Linked DNA regions of Mus musculus: region 1 is linked to region 2. The links are chromatin contacts, called in public Hi-C maps. All regions are on one chromosome and are shown on one strand. The core of a region is the stretch at or near the end of the contact, and the rest is flanking DNA. Distances in the headings are between cores, read along the strand shown. Region 1 holds the start of Tgfb1 (transforming growth factor, beta 1). Region 2 holds the start of Zc3h4 (zinc finger CCCH-type containing 4).

Region 1 (7,195 bases), core at 2,738-5,237, 9.3 Mb after region 2:
CTCCAATTTTTCTTTAGAGACTGAGACCCACATTGTAGCCCATGCTGACCTGACACTCATCAGGCAGCCCAAGAAAGCCCCAAACAAACTCCCAAGTGCTGAGATTTCAGATGTACACTGCCAGTGCCAAGATCTGGATCCAGACACTTGGCTCTAGAGTCTACACTGTGTAACTCCCACTCCCAGATACCAGAGGGAACAAACTCATTGCCACGGCAGGTCCCCTTCTTGAAGGTTGCTATCCCCCAAACCCTGATGTCCTGGTTCTCATTACAGGGGCCGCATGGAAGCTCCTCTCAGGTGTACGAGAAGGCCAGACACAGGTAGACACACCCCAGATAGGGGACATGGCTTACTGGTCCCACCCCATTGACCTGCACTTCGCTACTAAAGGTCTCCAAGGTGGGTACAGGATGACAGGATGGGGAGGGGCAGTCAAACTAAGAGGAGCTGGGCTTGGAACACCATGGCTGTCTGCTCCCTGTACTTTGTGGGTCCCTTTTCTGGTACAGCCTCCCCTAGAGCAGTGCATTTGAGGCCTCACCCGAGCTATTCAGAACCCTAGGCCTGTGGAATGTGCCGGAGGTTGGGGTAGAGAAGATATCAGGAAGTGGGGGTCAAGTGGGAGGGGCCTTTGACTAACGGCCACTGAGGAGGCTGCATAGGGTAAAGAGAGATAGATAGGGAGGAGAGGGACAGGAAATGGGCCAGTTGCCGTTGCTCACACAGGCAGAGGTTCTGCTCAAAGGGGAAGTGAGTCTTCGAGGGAGGAGGAGGGTATCATGTCAGTGCAGCTTTTCTGGTTAAAACACAGCAGATTCTGGGAATGAGGACTGTTGACTGAGCCTACGTCTGTCCAGCTTGAGCAGGGACATCCCCAACTAAGAAGGACCCTCCAAGCCCTGTCATCAAGGGTTCCATTATAGGTAGAAGATAGACCTGTTTCCAAATGTGGCCAGCACAGAGGCCCTGGAAACACAGAAGTCATCTCTGATTGGTCCCATGGCCTTATAGGGCAGAGCAGTTAGAGTTCTGCTGTAAAGGGCCAAGAGAAGCTAACTAGGCCCAAGGACAAAGACAGAGGGTGGAGTCAGAGAGCTGGAGCCAGGTAGAAATGGGGAGGTGTGTCCTGGGTATTCGCTGTCTGTGGGTGAGAAGGACAGTGGGGGATGAGGCGGCAGGGACAGAATGTAAGGCCTCGCCTGCAAAGGCACTAAGACTGATTCTCGAAGGCTCTGGGGAGCCCAAGAAGAAATGGATGGATCAGATTCTCCTTCTGAACAATTGTACTAGTTTGTGAGGGTGATACGTTGGAAGTTTTCCTCAGTCCTGGCCTTAGCTGTCTTCCTCCCTGTTTGCTTCCTTCTTAGTCTCTCAGCTCACCAACAAACCCTGGCGGCTCTGAAACCCACTTTTGTTTCTCACCCCATCCCACCCAGCCTTCTCTGTCCATCTTCTCTTTCCGGGACCATTTTTTGTTTTTTGTTTTGTTTTGTTTTGTTTTGTTTTTCAAGACAGGGTTTCTCTGTATAGCCCTGGCTGTCCTGGAACTCACTCTATAGACCAGGCTGGCCTCAAACTCAGAAATCTGCCTGCCTCTGCCTCCCAAGTGCTGGGATAAAAGGCGTGTGCCACCACGCCCAGCCTTCTGGGACCATTCTTTCTTTCTGTCTTCACTGTGCTCTCAGGGTTGGATACTGGACTGGACCCTGGGAGGACCTAAATACAGCATGTTCTTCCTCTGTATGGAACCTGCCTGCAGGCCTCCTATCGCTCAAGAGAAAAGCCGGAGCCTTCTCTGGCGTCACAGGCCTATGGAATCTGGCTGTCACCTCTGTCCTTTGTTCCCCACGACTCCCCGTTCTAGCCTCATTGGCCCCACCAGGCTAGCTCCTACTTCGGAACTTTTGCACTGACTGGATCTGTCATTCCCCTAGGTGCCTAGAGAGCCCACTTCTTTAAGCATTTATGTTGCATCCTGGTTGGCTTGTTTGCTTTTTGAGATAGAGTCTCAGAACATAGTCCAGCCTAGCCTGGGGCCTCAGCAGCCCAAGTGTGTGCCAAAATGTCACCCTTCAGATATGTAGCCCTGGTTGTCCTAGAACTCATTGTGTAGCCCAGGCTAGCCTTGAACTTCTGGGGATCCTCTTGCCTCTACCTCCCAAGTGCTGGCATTCCAGCTGTACACTGCAGTGTTCAGCCCCAAATGTCACCTTCTTTAGGAAAGCTTCCTTCAGCTGCTCCCCAATTTTCCAAACTACATCTCCACCCCTCCCTTTCTGGCTGTTGTTTTTCCCCAGAGCGGTTATCACCATATGACATACCCTATAATTTACTTATTTACTATGTTGGTTGTCTAGGATGTCAGCTTCACGGGGCAGGAATTTTTGTCTGCTGTGTTCATTGCTGTGTCCCCAGCCTGGAGAACAGGGCCTGCCAGGGGAGGGCTTAGGGTTGGGGGGGGGGGGGGCTGGGCTGCATCTCCAAGCATTGGACTGTCAGGCTGGGACACTCAGCTGTGCATTGAGGCCACTAGAAACCTAACGAAGGGGAGAGATGGCTCCACTGGGGAAGAAAGGAAATCTGAGTCAGGTGCGTGAGAGCAAAGCAAGTCCATGAGGAGGAGGGCGGAAGGGGTCTAAGCTGAGGTGCTGACCTGGGGGCCTGGGAGAGTGAAGAGACCACAAAGGGAGGTCAGACGAGGCCAGACTTGACTTGAGAGGTTGGACTTTGTTCTGTGGCCCAGGGGAGTCATGGGAGGGTTTTGAGCAAGAGGGTAATGTGGATTGCTCTAGATTCCTGTGACTACTATGTGGAGTGAGTGGGAGATGAGAACCCAGAGAGGAAATTCAGGCAATAATCCAAGGTAAAAGTACTGTGCGAGGTCTCCAGTGGTTTCAATGCTGGGAACCCGGGAGCAGGGTTCTGCCCCTTTGTCCTTTTCTCTAACGCCTCTCCTCCCGCAGGTTGGCCTCGACTCCATCTCCAGGTGTGGTCCCAGGACAGCTTTGGCCGCTGCCAGCTTGCTGGCTATGGCTTTTGCCATGTGCCTAGCAGCCCAGGCACTCATCAGCTGGACTGCCCTACATGGAGGCCCCTGGGCAGTTGGAGGGAGCAGCTAGCACGGGCTTTCGTGGGTGGTGGGCCACAGCTGCTGCACGCAGATACCATCTACAGCGGGGCTGACCGCTACCGCCTGCACACGGCCGCGGGTGGCACAGTGCACCTTGGTATCGGCCTGCTGCTGCGCCACTTCGATCGCTATGGAGTGGAGTGTTGAGGGACTTCATTGCTACTAATCGCCATCATCCACTGAGCACATAATGGCACAGCAGTGAAGCAGGCACGTGGACTCTGGAGACTGTCAGTCCTGATCACCCCCAAGTCATGGCCCCTATGCCATGGACTGCAAGGCCAGGAACTCCCCTGTGGCCCATGCTCCACTGAACTACGGGGTAGAAAGGGCTGTGGGTTGGAGGGACATGAGCAGGGCCCACTGTTTGGACTGTCGGGGGCACTTAATAAAAGCGTGTATTTCTCATGGGTAAGGTGCCTCCTTGTATCCGCTAAAGCTCTCAGACGTCGGTCTCCTTATTTCACTCTCCTTGACACTCTCATCCGCAAAGTCTGCCCCTGCCTTTCGCTCTCCACCGCCTAGGTCCCCACTTCTAATACAGGACTCTGTTTTCTCACGAAGTCCCAATTTTTCCTTTGACCCTTCAACAACTCCCAAATCCACCGGGGCGCTTTGGTTGGTCACCGGCTTTAGTAGTGCTCCGCCGCCAGGAGGCAGCACCCTGGAGGTGGGGCGAGGCCGGGGTGCCCGCCCCCTCCCCGCAGGGCTGAAGGGACCCCCCTTGGAGCCCGCCCACGCTAAGATGAAGACAGTGCCCCCCCATGCCCTCCCCCTGGGGCTGCCCCCGCCCCGCGCGCGCTTCCTGGGTGGGGCCGGGGCGGCTTCAAAACCCCCGCCGCCCCAGCCGGTCCCGCCGCCGCCGCCGCCCTTCGCGCCCCAGGCCGTCCCCCTCCTCCTCCCGCCGCGGATCCTCCAGACAGCCAGGCCCCCGGCCGGGGCAGGGGGGACGCCCCTTCGGGGCACCCCCGGCTCTGAGCCGCACTCGGAGTCGGCCTCCGCTGGGAGCCGGCAAAGGAGCAGCCGAGGAGCCGTCCGAGGCCCCAGAGTCTGAGACCAGCCGCCGCCGCAGGGAGGAGGGGGAGGAGGAGTGGGAGGAGGGACGAGCTGGTTGAGAGAAGAGGAAAAAAGTTTTGAGACTTTTCCGCTGCTACTGCAAGTCAGAGACGTGGGGACTTCTTGGCACTGCGCTGTCTCGCAAGGAGGCAGGACCTGAGGACTCCAGACAGCCCTGCTCACCGTCGTGGACACTCGATCGCTACCCGGCGTTCCTCAGACGCCCCTATTCCGGACCAGCCCTCGGGAGCCACAAACCCCGCCTCCCGCGAAGACTTCACCCCAAAGCTGGGGCGCACCCCTTGCACGCCGCCCTCCCCCCAGCCTGCCTCTTGAGTCCCTCGCATCCCAGGACCCTCTCTCCCCCGAGAGGCAGATCTCCCTCGGACCTGCTGGCAGTAGCTCCCCTATTTAAGAACACCCACTTTTGGATCTCAGAGAGCGCTCATCTCGATTTTTACCCTGGTGGTATACTGAGACACCTTGGTGTCAGAGCCTCACCGCGACTCCTGCTGCTTTCTCCCTCAACCTCAAATTATTCAGGACTATCACCTACCTTTCCTTGGGAGACCCCACCCCACAAGCCCTGCAGGGGCGGGGCCTCCGCATCCCACCTTTGCCGAGGGTTCCCGCTCTCCGAAGTGCCGTGGGGCGCCGCCTCCCCCATGCCGCCCTCGGGGCTGCGGCTACTGCCGCTTCTGCTCCCACTCCCGTGGCTTCTAGTGCTGACGCCCGGGAGGCCAGCCGCGGGACTCTCCACCTGCAAGACCATCGACATGGAGCTGGTGAAACGGAAGCGCATCGAAGCCATCCGTGGCCAGATCCTGTCCAAACTAAGGCTCGCCAGTCCCCCAAGCCAGGGGGAGGTACCGCCCGGCCCGCTGCCCGAGGCGGTGCTCGCTTTGTACAACAGCACCCGCGACCGGGTGGCAGGCGAGAGCGCCGACCCAGAGCCGGAGCCCGAAGCGGACTACTATGCTAAAGAGGTCACCCGCGTGCTAATGGTGGACCGCAACAACGGTGAGCTCCGAGGGGCCGGGGAGCCAGGAGGGAGCCCCCAGGGGGCGCCGGAGTGCAGGGGTCACCGGGAGGAAATTACCCTCAGAGGAAACTGGCTGGAGGAAGGGGAGCCCTGGGGGCACCGGGACAACTGTGTGGGTGTCCCAAAGAGGCTGGCACTTTCCCGTACCCCAGGTGTCTTTGAGAGGAATAGACAGCCTGCCAAAGTGATCCTCTCCTAGAAAAGCAAGGTCGTGGGGAGAGTCCCCTCTAGAAGAGGAGCATTTGGCAGGTTTTGTTTTAAGTTCCCCTAATGGTGCCTAAAAATGCAGGGCTCGCTGGGTGGTCTCTTTCCAGAAAGGTAGAACCCAGCTCAAGAGAATGGAAGGTGTCCAACATTTCGGAATGGAGATGCAATGTGGAAAGCCGACCCCAGACCGGGTCGTGAGATGGAGAGAAAACCTAGGGGATGGGTACCCTAGAACTGCCAAATAAAATCTCTAGTGGGCTTACTCTCAGAAAGCGACAGGCGCACGCTAGAGAGTGTGATCTGTGGAGTCACTACGGGGTTACAAGTGAAAAAGGAAAGCGACGTTGTTGGGAGAAGGACTCTAGAGAGGAGCAGAGAGGGTGCGGAAAATGAGCCCGGAGGTGTCACGAGTGTTTTGCTTGGGGGCGTAAAAGAGCGCGCGAGCCGGCAGGCGGAGCCCAGTGAAGGAAGCGAGCGAGTCCTCAAGAAATCTAGAATACTGGGTCATTGGGAAGGAGTCATAAAAAGGGGAGACTGGCTTAGGAAGGTGGCCCCCCGCGGCAGCCAGGCAGACGGAGCAGGGATACCATGCCATCCAGGAGTGAGTGGCGAGCGCCCCTCTCCTGGGCGTGGAAGGGAGTGGCTGAGCCTCTGGAGTCGAGCCCTAGAGGAGCAGCTAGAAGTAGGGGAGAGGCAGTCTTCAAAACTCAAATGAAAAAACCGAATCGGTAAGGATGAGGAAGCCCCCACGTGGGTGCCACGCGCGTGGGGAGGAGCTTGCGCTTCTTGGGGGGGTAAGAGGACCCCACGGAACTGAACGCTGACAGGCTGTAACCCCAAGGTCCCAGTTCCTCCTACCGGAGGCTGGGGAAAACCCAGCGTCCGGTCGCCACGCCCTCCTCCCTTCCCTTTCCTTCCCGTGCCCGGGAGGAGGGGAGACAGAGATCGCGCGCGGAGCCTGGGGCGAGACGAGGCAGGTCCGGATCCCGCCCTCCCTAGGCTGTTAGTCTCCCGCCCTCCTCACCCCAGTAGTGGGCGGGGAAACTCACGGCCCCGCCCTGTAGGCGCCCACGCGGGACCCAAGCGTCGTGTGTGACCGGGGAACTTTAGGTGTCAGTAGCTTCTCCAGGTTTCACCTTCCTAACCCCAGAGGTGGACTTAAGGATTATTTGCACATTGCTGGACCCAATTGTGGCTCAGGCCTAATGACACCCCTCCCTAGCCACGACTTAATGTGACCTCTTCGTTGGAGAAGTCCTTTACTCTCCTGAGACTGTATTTCTTACGCATATATCTCTTCCGGCATGTGCCTCTCATTTCCGTCTCCTCTCCCACATACCTATTCATCTCTATGTCACCCCATTTCCCTCTGCGACACCCACAATCCTTCCTGCCCTCCTATCTCTCCCCTATCGGCTACCCCCAGCTGAGATCCCATCCCTCCATTGTGGTTTGCTGAGTAACAACCGAACCAAGAATAGAGGCCCTCTGTCCTTCATCGACGTCTGGGATCACCATCTCATCCCCACTACAAGAAGCCAGAAGCCCCAGCAGACGCAGAATTTCGGGATTTTGCCCCTTCGTTCCCCAGTGCAGACATCCTTTAGGCTAGGAAGCCCTTTAGTGAATGGGGCTCCCAAACCTGCAGTCACTCTTACCTAGAAATCCTCTTTGCTGCTAACACGACCAGGAAATGGGCTAAAGAGGGGAGTAACTAATGACACTGATGACAGGCAAATGATAATAAACCCCCACTG
Region 2 (6,808 bases), core at 1,280-3,779:
CCCCCATGTTAGCATACAGAACATCCAGCTGACCTGCATCCAGGTACCCAGTGATGGTTTTAGTCTTCACCTCCTGCTGCCAGGTTTGGCAGGTGTGTGTTCCTGACAAAAGGACTCCCTAAACCCAATTCCCTGTCTCCCCCACACACACCTCCCGTGTGTGTTTTCTGAAATCTCTCTCTTCCCATTTCTGTTCCTGGTGCCCCTTTCTGACTGTCCTTTGTTCTTATGGCTCTGCTCCAGTCTGTCTGCCTTTACCCCTTCTCCAGACCCTCACTCCTGTCCCTTCCCCCCCCAATAAATTTCTTTATACCAGATGACGAGCTGTAACATCTAAGGGGCATACCTTTGCATGGGCCCACCCTTGCTGCATTGTATTTCATGACACCCCACCCCTGCATTTCAGGAGAAAAATGTTTTGTTTTTTCCTCTTGTCACTGGGCTCCGACTCTCTTCTTCCTTGTCCCTGCCTTGTCCCGTGATCCCGTCTTTCCCTTTATTCTTGCATGAGGTTAGAGGATGTGCTATCATTGGGGAGTCGGTTCTTCCACCATGCGGGTCAGGCGGATCTTGAGTTTCTCACTTTTCTGCCTTCACACTAAGTGCTTCTGGGGCCACCGCAACTGATTCTATAAGGTGCTGCGGATGAAGCTATGGGTTTTGTGTATGCTTAGAGGCTAGCACTGCTAACTTCAACTTTTCCGCATATCCTGACTCCAAACACTCGGTCTTAAGCCAGTTAAGCTTCCAGCCTTCGCGTTCAGTCTCCATCTACAAACTAGGAATATCAACTTGGGTAGGAGGTGAAACTTCAAAATACTTTTGTTAGCGGTTTAAGAACCCGGTCAAGATCTCCACTTCGCCCTCACAGTTGGCACCACCCTTCTCGCCTCCAAGGATGACGCCACTGGCTGAGTTATGTAGTGACGTCATCTCCGGGCCGCCTCTTCTCCAGCCCCTCTTCGGGAACGACCGACTCCTGGGACCGGTCTCCGGCTTTCGGTTAAATTTTTTCCCCTCCCATTATTCTCCCACCTAAAACTTTGGGCTCTTCCCGCCTTCCTTCAAACTAGCAATTTTCGGCTCTTCTCGCTTGCTTTGGGGGCGAGTTCCTGAAAGTCATTTACCCTTGAGTTAATTAATCGCCTTTCTAGCCCCACCCGTTCAGCTTATTCGCTAATTCCTATTCGCTCCGCTCAATGTATTTCGGCTACTTCCGCCTCCTCCCGGGATCCCTTCCCTGACTTCGGCTCTTTCCGGACTCTCGCCTCGCCCCCCCCCAGGGGGGGGCTTCTCCCATCCCGAAGCGCTTCGGCTATTTCCGGCTCTCCCGGCCTTCCCTAGCCCCGCCCCCACGACCACCCTTGGTCCTTTAGGTGGGTCTCTGATCCGCTCCGCGTTGCTGCAGTGACCTAGATCTTCCCTCGGCTCTTTCCGGCTTTTTTCAGAGTCTCGTTAATCTCAGCTGTGTTCGGCTCTTTCCGTGCCCTCTCCTCCGCCTCGCCCTTCCGCTTCGGCTCTTTTCGCCGACTTTCGGGCGGGCTGGCTCTGCCCTTCTCCACGTGACGCTCCTCCGGCCTCTCCGCTACCCCCTCCCTCCACGCCCTTCCTCCGGCTTCAGCCTCCGTGCTTGTCCCGGCTGTGCCGCCATTTTGTGTGAATTCCTGACCGCGGCGGGGGCCCGGCAGCTGGGGCATCTAGGGCGGGCAGACAGTCGGCCCATCTCCATAGCCCGATCCCTCTTCTCCCCGATTTTTTTTTAACCATCCCCCCTGCTCGCTCTCCTCTCCCCCCCTTTCCCTTCGCTTGCTCCGTCGCGCGCGGGCCCGCGCTAATTACACCCAACCACCCACCAGTGTCCGTGTCCCCCGGGTCTCAGGCCTTGGGGGGCCGCGTGTGTGTGTGCGTGCGTGTGTGGCGGAAGGGGACCTCTCGTCCCGATGAGGGTCCCGTGCCCGTGAGCGAGTGACCTCAGGGCCAGGCTGCGGAGAAAGCAGGCGGCGGGCGGCCTTGCCGGGGCCTAGGCCTCGCGGCCTACGTGGAAGTCGGCTCAGAGGTGACTCCGAAACCGAAAAAAAAAATACTCGATATCGATCTATGTATCTATATGCCCAGTTCCCATCAGGAGGCCCCGGAGCGCTGAAGTGTGCCCCTCCCGCCACGCCCAAGCAGTCCTTTTTGGTGCATTAACATCCCCTCCCCCTCAAAGGAACGATGGAGGCCGTGCCCGGGACCCCCCCGCCGCCGCCATCAGAGTCGCCACCGCCGCCATCGCCACCGCCGCCATCAACGCCTTCGCCTCCTCCGTGTTCCCCCGACGGCCGCGCGGCCACCCCGCACCTCCTCCACCACCGCCTCCCGCTCCCTGACGACAGGTCAGGCCCCCCGGCCTGGGCCGGGCAGCGTCCCCCGTGGGAGGGGGGGAGGAGGAGGAGGAAGGGGACGGCCGCCATGTTGGGCCGGGCCGCGGAGGAGGAGGAGGAGGAGGAGGAAGGGCGGGGTCGGTGGGTGTCTCTAGCTCGCTCGCTCTTTCTCGCTTCGCTTTCTCTCCCGGCCTCATGCGTTGCCCCCCCTCGCGGCGTTCGCCCGCTCTCCCTCGCTCTCGCTCTGTCTTTTTTTGGGCGCCATGCTGAGGGGAAGGTGAGGAGGCGCCCCCCGGACCCCCCGCGCCCGCCGGTCTGTCGGTCCGTCCGCCCGCCCGGGGCACGGGCCGCCAAGGGGGTGGGCTTGCCGAGGCCCATCAGCCTCCTCGGCCGCCCCTGCTCCGGGAGCTGGCCGTCAGCGGCCTGTCGCCTGGCTTCGGGGAAGGCTTTTGGGGGAGGGGCCCCCGGATTCTCTTGTTTTAGGGGCATCTCCAGCTTGCAGCTCCTCTCTTAAGGGGTTCGGAGTTGGGGGTCTTCCCAATCCCCTACAGTATCCTTTCTCCTGGGGGACGCATACCCTGTCCATTTTGGATAGGTACCCGAGTCTAACGGAGGCAGAAAAATGGGGGTTTGGATCAGCCTTCGCTCTTTCGTTCTAAGGAGGACTCCTTAGGATGGGGGCTCTGGTGCACTTTTAATTTTTTGGCGGGAGGTATTTTCTAGCTTCTCCCTAGAAGGCAGGCAGGTAACGGGTGCATTTCCAGCTCTTTTGATTAAATCCCCTGACCTTCTTTGGAAACCCTATTGGTTTTTTTTTTTTTTTTGGGGGGTCCCTCTCTTTTTGTAGGTAGGTGACAGTCAGTGGTGGAGGGTCCTTAGTTTTAAGGTTTTTGTTTTTTTGCGGGGGGGTTGTATGAAGGTTGCTTTTCCTGCATTGGATAGTAGAGGAAGTTGGCCACCGCTTTCTCCGGGCATCGCCCCCTCTTTGGGGCAAAACAGGGTGCAATCGCCCCCTTGGGAGCAAAGATCTCCCCCGTGTGCTTTGGCAGGACGTGAACTGTGGCGCCTCTTGTCCTCTAGTGCGAAATGGGTTCCCCACGCCCTTCTCTGGCGGGTGATAATGGGACCAGCCCTGCGTGTTTTGAGGATGAGAGGTTTGGGGCCATTTTTGCCCTGCTGGAGCCGAAAGATAAGGGGTACATAGTTTGCTGATTCCTGGGAGCTGGAGTGAGTAGGTTTGAAAATAGGTGGGTTTCAGGGAGCAGAAAAGCTAGTCTTGCAGGCGGGGGTGGGGGTAGGGTGGAGAATGCGCTAGACAGAAGCCTCGCTCGCAGCCGTCAGGGAACCGCAGAGGACCCCTTCAGACCATGGGTCTCAGCCCTTTCTCCCCACTCCCACCTCCTGTTCTCCCTTTCTCCTTCACAGACCCTCCTTTGCCTTTTAAAAGAAATGCCACCCACATTCAAAGACACAGGTGCAGCAGTTTGGTGAGCTTTTTTTACAATTTTTTTTTTCCTGTTTTGTTCTAATTAAATGTATCGTCCTGGGAATCGCAGCCCTTCGCAGTCAAGGAAATAAACAGATTAGCGGAGGTCTGTTCGCTAAGCCCACGTTGGGCTTCCTGGTCCCCTCGGGGGCAGGTGCTTTACTCAAAGGTGCTTGCAAGCTTTATCCGACCTCTAAGGAGTTCTCTTATGTCAGAAGTGTATGTCTTACAATGGGTTGGGATGGTAAGTAGCCTCTTTTATTGAGTAATTCAATTATCTCCCTCTTTTAGTCCCTTTCCTGCCTGCTTACTCCTCGCCTTTAGACCAAAGTGATGCTTGAGAGTGGATTTATTATGTTCAAATCAGGATTCTAACCTATTGAGCCCTTTTAGACTTGCACATCCTTTCAGTGTTTAATTTAAAAATTTTTGGTGTACACAGTTTTCTTACAAAAAAAAAAAAGTGTTACTGTAACATGACAAAAGTCCATTGAAAAGGCCCAATATGTTTTCAGACCCTTGGTGTCCCTCTATTTTCATCCATTGCTTTGTCTCCAGCCTTCATTTGAAAGTGGCTCCCTCAAGTCCCTCTGGAGGGGATAAGCTTACAGAATTTGGTTTGTACTTGTATTCAAGTTAAAGTCACATCCCCTCGCCCTCCCAGAAAAGACCGTTGCAAGCAGGCCCATTTTCCATATTTTTTACTCAAATGTTACTTATGGTGATAGACATTTAAATCGAGCAAGTCATTTGTAAAGTACTGTCTAAGCACAAATGTATGTGTAAACTGTGTCAAGCCCTGATCTCTCCTGTCCACTGCTCTTTGTTCCGAAGCACATGCCTGACCGCGAAAAGTTGATGTAAAACGTGTCACACGCCCAGTCATGTTGGAGAGAACATGTTCCACCCTCAGTCCCCTCACCCTACACATACAAGTTCAACACCACCCAAAGCAGCTGCGGTGGCTTGCGGGACCTAACACTGTCCTTCGGATGTGTTTTACAAGCATAACTTCTGTAAAAGACAAAAACACGTTGAAGTTCCATTGTGCCCCTGGCCCACTTTTGGTCCCTGAAGTACTTTGTTAGGGAAGTCTTTCTCACTCAAGCCTAGTCCTTCCAAAGGAGCCGGTTCCCTCTTTGTGTTCTCAGGGGAGATGATGTCCATCTGCACGTGCAAGCGGCAGTTTGTCAGGCCGCTTGCTTTATTCCTTTAGATGTATTCACAGTTGTAACTGCCATGCAGTGGTGGTCTGATGTAAAATCAGCTCTTTGAGGAAGACATTTCCAGAATGTACAGAATTCCTGCACAAAACGTCTAAAGCACGAACGTAACACACTATCCAGTGCGCTGGGTCAGCTGGACAAAACATCTGAAGGTTCTCATCTCGTGTAAAGTTCCACCAGGAGCTCAGAGCAGAAGCAGGGTCAGCTGATAACCCTTCCATTCCACATGGTTAGAATTTCTAAGTTATGAAAGAACACTTAAACTTTAAAAATAAAATGTTAGGAAATGGGATTCCTTTTGGGAATGAAAATTTAGCAGTCATTTTTCTGAATGTGAAAATATTTCCTCCAAACATTTAAAAAAGCTCTCAGGCATATTCCTGCAAGGGTTCATTTGTTGTTGTTTTTTTGTTTTGTTTTGTTTTTTGTTTTTTTGGCAAAGGAGTCCCAATATTAAGTTAAATGTGTTTAGGTATTCCATATTTTTGAAATGTCACAGTAGTACCTTTTTTTTTCTCCCTAAACTGATGTACCAGTTAATAATGAAATTAATGGATGTTGCAAAAGCAAAAGAAAAGGGTGTCACTGGGAATCCCTGATTTTAACAGCAAAGCTTATACATACTTTGTAAGCTTGGAAGTTTTTGTTTCCTCTGGATGAAAGATTTCATTTGAAAGTAAGTCAAAATCTCCCAGTAGGAGCAGAATGGGCTTTGACCCTGTAGTTACTCCAAGGTAGAGTCCCTAGCTCCCAATTCTCCAGTTGCTCCACCAAAGAGGAAAGAGCGCATTCAGCATGTGCAGGCTTTCTCACTCCTAGTCTGTCTCTAAGCACTTTTCCTTCATGTACTGTAAGGTTGACATCTTTGATTTTTGACAAGACAGACCTTTCTGGAAGTAAAGGTAGCTAGCAGTTTTAGAAAGTCATCCTTGTGGTTTTTCCTTATCCAAAAAGACCTATGCTAAAGGGAATTTGTTTGGGAAGGCAGGCTGTCCTGGCTGCTCTGCCTGGTGAAAGTGTGGCTCTTGGATTTGTTTCTATATAGCTGAACCCTGGGACAGATTTCTAGGCGCTGGCTCTGCCTCCACTCCAGCCCATCGCTCCTCCCTAAGGCTGTCAGAACCAGGTCAGAGTCTTCACTTGGTTTTGTAGAGGGGCTGGGGAGGCTTGGGCACTGTTGAGCCCCCAGAAACCTTTTTCATGGAGGTAAGGATTAGGGATCCATTTGTGAATACCTCTGTTGAAAGTCACTGATTAAACTGTCTCAAGGTCTCTGGATAGCTTTAGGTCAAACCAAATTCAGGGAACCTACTCATGGTCTCTGTGGATGGACTTTTTTAGTAGTACCAGAGTGCTGATTCTGCCTGCCTGCCATGGCATCTGAAGTGAGACGATGGCTTGAGTTGAGCCTGGCCCATGGCTGTGCCTCACCAGTGCTGGGGTGCACAACAGGCAAACAGGAAGGTTGCAGCTTTCTGGCAGTTACTTGCTGACTTTTGAAGGCCTGGGAGGAGCAGCCTGCTCTTTGGCAGTGGTAATGGAGGAAATGGTCTGGAGTCAGTTACATAATTAAGGCCTCATAGACTATGGCAAGCTGCCTGTTTGGATAAGTTAAGGCAAACTTTCCAGCTCTGGCTTTCCAAGTTTTGAGCCTCATCTGCTATAAAGCTCTGTTGCGTCTGAATGCTGTAGATACACTGCTAGAAACAGTGCAGCAATTCATATTGTGTTAG

What was found. A called contact is a pair of places that touch in the nucleus more often than the background predicts.
Region 1: a contact with region 2 is called in a Hi-C map of B cells, with 6 read pairs. The contact joins the promoter of Tgfb1 here to the promoter of Zc3h4 in region 2.

Annotation. Positions count from the first base shown.
Region 1 is chr7:25,683,015-25,690,209 of GRCm38.p6, forward strand. It overlaps Tgfb1 (transforming growth factor, beta 1), which reads left to right and starts at 3,988. Exons shown (of 7, transcript NM_011577.2): 1 at 3,988-5,209. The coding sequence starts at 4,855. It overlaps B9d2 (B9 protein domain 2), which reads left to right. Exons shown (of 4, transcript NM_001362154.1): 3 at 277-402; 4 at 2,967-3,548. The coding sequence ends at 3,280.
Region 2 is chr7:16,398,667-16,405,474 of GRCm38.p6, forward strand. Zc3h4 (zinc finger CCCH-type containing 4) reads left to right here and starts at 2,530. Exons shown (of 14, transcript NM_198631.2): 1 at 2,530-2,640. The coding sequence starts at 2,627.